2 separate regions of the Mus musculus genome follow, and region 2 is linked to region 1. The links are chromatin contacts, called in public Hi-C maps. All regions are on one chromosome and are shown on one strand. Each heading gives the region's core, a stretch centred on a gene start, on an enhancer-like site or on the middle of the called end of the contact. The rest is flanking DNA. Distances are from core to core; before and after follow the strand shown.

Region 1 (2,682 bases), core at 51-2,550:
CTGTAAACATTCCAGAATACCAATGTTCAGATGGACCCAGGCTAGTTGACCAAAAGTTAGCTGCAGAAGGTCCAGGGGCTGGAGGGAAAGTAGAGCCATTGCATTCTGAAGGGCATGGTGATTAGACCCGGTAGGAGAGACAGGCTGCCTGGAGATTCTATCTTCTCTCTCTACTCCCATTCTGCATACTGCTCTCTCCGGCTGGCCAAATAGCAGCTCCTGCCCCATTAGCAGATGTGACGGCAGCAGATTTCTGTGGTCTCCACCTATAATTTGGGGATCCACTCAGCAGCTGGACAGATGTACCTCACTTTCCAAATCCTGTCCTGAACTGACCACCTGCACCAGATTTTCATCATGGCTGGTTAGGGGCGTTTCTCTGGTCTTCGGACTCCCCCTTTTGACGTTCTACTCCTCCGGCTCTTCCCACTACTGCACAAGGCTGTTTCTATAACAAACCCTTTATACTACACATTCATATTGATTCTGTCGCTACTAAAATCTGATTAACTTAGTACCTTCTGACTGAGCCTTCATGGCCTTTACTGTTTGTCCTCCCTCTCCCCCCTTTCCTACTTCAGTGCTGACATTTTCTTTTCTTTTTTTGTTTTTTTGAGACAGGGTTTCTCTGTATAGCTCTGGCTGTCCTGGAACTCACTCTGTAGACCAGGCTGGCCTCGAACTCAGAAATCCACCTGCCTCTGCCTCCCAAGTGCTAGGATTAAAGGCGTGCGCCACCACGCCCGGCTCAGTGCTGACATTTTCATTCATTAACTCATACACAGAAAGCAGAGTTCTCTCCTATACATTTCAGATTACATGTAGATGCCCTGCTAGTTTTGAGCACCATATTCCTGATACACTTTGATGTAACTGCTGGCCAGACTTCCTAGGGCTGTACTAATGCATATATCATTATTGTTCTGTTCCTAGCTAGCCTGGAGTTTTCTATGAAGACCAACCTGACCTACAACTTGTGGTAATCCTCCTGCCTCTGCCTCCAGAGTGGTGGGATTACAGGCATGTGCCGCCACACCCAGCCATTTATCTTGCCTGCCGTCGGCTACGGTCTTTCTCTCCGATACCTCTACCTCCGCTTCAGCACTTGTGCTGTGACCTGCAGTTCACTAAACCTCCCTTGCTGCAGCTCTGGCTTTGCTAATCACACACCCCAGCCTCACAGGCCACAGCTGCTCTTGGTTGCTGGCAGGTCACATCGATAATGTATTAGGAAAATAGATGCTCAGCACCCCGCAGTGGACGACTTCAAATTTAAGCAGTTTTAGAGGACGATATTAGAAACGGCATTAACAAATCATAGTGGCTCACAGCACACGAGTGGGTGCGGCTATTTGGCCCGCCCATTAGCTTGCTTGAGTTTTACAGTAATTGCTCCTTTCTAGGGCCGCCTTTTTGAGTCATCCACCCACAGCTCTCCATTTGCTCATAACCTTTGATCTGAGTTTTATGGATGCTATCTCCTCCTTCTGAGAATCCTCCATATCCTTTCGATTATCTTTGTTTCTTTAGTGCATGGATTCTCCGGCTTTGCAGCTCTTGTCCCACAGACCTTGGTCTTGGTTTTCTCTTTGATCTGACCCATTGCATGCTCTCTCTCTCTCTCTCTCTCTCTCTCCCTCTCCCTCTCCCTCTCCCTCTCCCTCTCCCTCTCCCTCTCTCTCTCTCTCTCTCTCTCTCTCTCTCTCTCCTGACTCCCCGACAACGTTTCTCACGACACCACTGACACTCAGGAGCAGATAATTGGTGGTTTGTGGACAGCAGAGAGCCTGCCCTGGTCCTTAGAATAGCGGCAGCAAGCCTGGTCTCTGTCCTCTAGATGGCGCCAGTGTGCACCCTTGCCCTCGGTTAGAAGCATGCTGCTCCCTGGGTGAGGAACCTCCCAGTTGAGAACCATCCTGGTATTTTGCAGTGATTGATATACAGTGCGTGTTAGGATTTCACTGCTGTGAAGATACCATGGCCAGAGCAACTGTTAGAAAGAAAAAAATTTCATTGCAGCTGGCTCTGTTCCAGAGGTTCAGTCCATTATTATCATGGTGGGAAGCATGGCAGCGTGCTGGCAGACATCGTCCTGAAGGAGCTGATAGTTGAGCTGCAGGCAGCAGAAGGAGACTATGTGCCACACTGCCAGTAGTTTGAGTAATAGGAGACTTTCTAACCCTGCTCCCACAGTGACACACTTCCTCCAGCCAGGCCACACCTCCTAACAGTGCCACTCCCTATGAACAAGCATTTAAACACATGAGTTTATGGGGCCATACCTATTCAAACCACCACAGCACAGCACTCAGAGTCGGGGATGCAGCTTTCTTCCCCACTACAAGCAGAAAGGCAGAGGGTCGGGGTCGTTAGCACTGCTCTGATAGGAAGGCACAGACCCAGCTCTAATCTTACAGAGGTGGCTGGGCCCGCCTCATCTCAGTGTGGCCTGTAGGTTTCCCCTCGGTTCTCCGAAAGGACTGCCCCCTTTGGAGTCAGTGCCTGAGAGGCTGGTGCTCTCGCACCCACTGTGGGGACCCACAGGAACCTTACACTGACTTTGCAAGTGCTCTACCACTGAGTGACATCCCGGGCAGCTTATGATTTAGACTCTTCTTTATGATCATAATTTTCGCTCCCATTGCTGTCTACAAAGAGGTACAATTTGGGATGGAAAGTTTC
Region 2 (2,682 bases), core at 91-2,590, 88 kb after region 1:
ATTGCAGGATAAAACAAATTTTAACTAATCTCAGACTCTGAAAGCTAGGAATATAGCTCCAGGTGTAGTAGAGCATTTGCTTAGCATATGTGAGGCCCTAGGTTTAAGCCCAGAACCAAAAAGCAAAACCATCTAGGGAAGGAAGGGTTTGCCTATGTCCAGCCATCCAGGTGGCACCACAGCTGAGGTGAAGGGATTGAGGCCAATGTTCAAACTGGCAGCCAACTTTGATATCACCCTTACATGTCCTTGTCATGCATGCTTATTGAAACAGGCTCTGAGAGGCCTGCATCCAGACTTCAAAGGAGGACCTAGGAGGTTAGGCAGTACACGCACGCATGGCAGGGTGAGAATTCCCAAGACAATGATCTGTGGAGCTGTAAGGGTGAAACTGAAGACACATGGGGACTCTAGGAAATCAGAGATGACAAGAACACGGAAGGTCAGCTGAGGTAGACTGCCAAGCCATTTTTAAGAGAGTGGCCTTGGGCTTTGCAAATGGGAAAGTGGCAGGGACAGTACTCGAGCCCTTGGGAGTTCACATCACACCATCGCCTGTCTAAGATACCTGGAGCTACAAGATCAGAGGCTGCCGTGTTAGGTAGCAGCAGCCTTGCTTTGGTCCAATCCCATCTTGTCTTGTTGTCACTGTTTCCTTGGAGCACATGACTTGTCTTCGTAATTCACAACACATCACAGCTAAGAGCTCCACCTTGAATCTCAGAGGAAACCCTGGATTAGAACTTCTGAGGAATGCAGGGGTTAAAGATACAGCAAACTCTGGACATGAGCTGACGCATTGTGCTAGGATATGAACCTGAGCCTTTGGAGACAGAATACTACGGTTGAAGGAGATGCTTGGGGTGTCAAGTTGATGAGGAGAGGCCCTGAGAACCTTGATCTTGACTGTCAACTTGGTTCAACTGAGAAGCTCCTAAGATTAGTAAAACAAACTGTAAAGGCATTTCCAGGAAGCATTAAAGAACGGGAAAGACCCACCCTGGACATTTGGCACCACCCCATAGGCTTCAGGTAAAGACGGAGATCAAAGGAAAGAAAACCTACCAGTACATTCTTCCTGGCACCTCCTCGGCGGCAAGCTCCCTGTCCGTGTCTCCACGGTGAGGAGAAAGCTTCGTCCACAGTCCACATGTCATGACTGTAATGCGCCCTACCTTAGGCCCACAGTGGCTATGGACTGAAACTAGAAACCAAAATATATCTTTTCTCCCTCAAGCTATTTGTCCTGTGTATTCTGTCATGGAAACAGAAAGACTAATAAACACACCACTTATAACGTGGTACTTCCTCTTCCTCACCAACATAAAGCCCCAAACAATGATGTAACTGGTCAGGCTGAGATGCAGATTTAGATAGGGCAATGTAGGAGGCTCCAGAAGGGGTAAGGCCACCCCTTTTAACCCAGGTTCCTTCCAGAGTCCCAGCAGCTGACTGTGCCCTGGGGTGGCTCTTGACTAAGTGGGGCTCTGTTCCTTTGGGAATAGCTTCTCTAGAACAGGGTGGAAGAGCTGACAGAAACACAGGGTCCTGCTAATAGCAGGAACCTAACAAAACAATGCGCCCAAGGACACTGAATTTCAAATAACTCACCAGTGCTCTCCTGGATTATTACACCCTAATCCTTGAATTTTCAACTACAGTGTCTGTCACACAACATATGTTCCATATAGCAATGAGAGTCATAAGGATACCATATAGCAAGGCTCTTGATTGTTAGTAATCTATGTTTTTTTCATAGTCACAATTGATCATGACAAAATCTTGGCAAACCTATAAACCCAATCAAATAATGACAGAAACATCAGACATCTCCAATGAGACATTCTAAAAATATCTTAGGTCTGTCAGGGTCGTCAATAAAACTCTGCGAAACTAACAGTCCAGAGAAGCTTAGGGAGACTGGCTGGGCACACTATGATGGCCTGGGTGGTGACATCCGAGGAAAGCGTGAGCCTTAGTTAGTAACATGTCAATTCTGGTTCACTAATCATAATAAGTGTATCACACTAATACACAATATTAAGAACAGGTGAGGCTAATCAAGCGTGGACTGTATGAAAATGTGTACTATCTTAGCAATTTTCAACATAAAACTGCTTTAATTTTTTTTCAATGTTAGAAAATGCATCTGGCACTAACAGCAACATTCTGATGAGGTTTCAAGCTAATTTTGTAAAACAAGAACAGACTTTTTTTAAACCACAAAATAAAGAACAGGTAATTTGTCATAACACCAGACTCAGGCTGCTTACGCCAGCACTGTGAGAAAGCAGTGCCTAGATCCTACTGGAAACTGGCCAGCAAGACACAACCAACAAGCAATCCCTTTTGCTTCAAACAAAGGAGCATGTTTTCAAAGAAATCCTGCTAAGTTGTAGTGAGGCCTCACAGAAACCCAGCAGCCTTCTGCAAGACCAACCAAATCCTTTGACAAGAGACTCAGTTAAGAGGACACTTCTAAAATAGCAAGTTGGCAGTCTAATCCTTGTCCAGCTATTTCTGGACTGATGAAAGAAACAGTTCAAACTTGAAGATCTTGAAAAATGAGCAAAGGGGCCTGCCTCTGAGGCTGACACTGCAGAGCGGAGCCCACCTGGAATGATGCCCTGTGTCGAGTGCCATGGTGAGAAGTGGCAGCCATCCCCTGGAGTATGCATTCCC

Evidence for each region. A called contact is a pair of places that touch in the nucleus more often than the background predicts.
Region 2: a contact with region 1 is called in a Hi-C map of bone marrow-derived macrophages, with 40 read pairs. The contact joins two enhancer-like sites. A contact is called at or near these places in 1 of 15 datasets of contacts at CTCF or cohesin (pro-B cells), 41 of 484 Hi-C or Micro-C datasets (the BV-2 cell line, the C2C12 cell line, CD4 T cells and 29 more), 7 of 115 datasets of contacts at active chromatin or transcription factors (the HPC-7 cell line, Th17 cells, bone marrow-derived dendritic cells and 4 more) and 3 of 9 other capture datasets (embryonic stem cells, embryonic trunk and liver).

The regions. Positions count from the first base shown.
Region 1 is chr7:98,960,876-98,963,557 of GRCm38.p6, forward strand. All of the region lies in intron 12 of Uvrag (UV radiation resistance associated gene), which reads right to left. Among named protein-coding and RNA genes, the nearest start is that of Gm33827, 86 kb to the left of the region's middle. Within about 2 kb of position 1,301, at least 100 of the 459 cell types and tissues checked have an H3K27ac peak or open chromatin away from gene starts, as enhancers often do. A contact at or near this core is called in the G1E-ER4 cell line and bone marrow-derived macrophages, where this site is marked.
Region 2 is chr7:99,048,776-99,051,457 of GRCm38.p6, forward strand. All of the region lies in intron 6 of Uvrag (UV radiation resistance associated gene), which reads right to left. Among named protein-coding and RNA genes, the nearest start is that of Uvrag, 91 kb to the right of the region's middle. Within about 2 kb of position 1,341, at least 71 of the 459 cell types and tissues checked have an H3K27ac peak or open chromatin away from gene starts, as enhancers often do. A contact at or near this core is called in the G1E-ER4 cell line and bone marrow-derived macrophages, where this site is marked.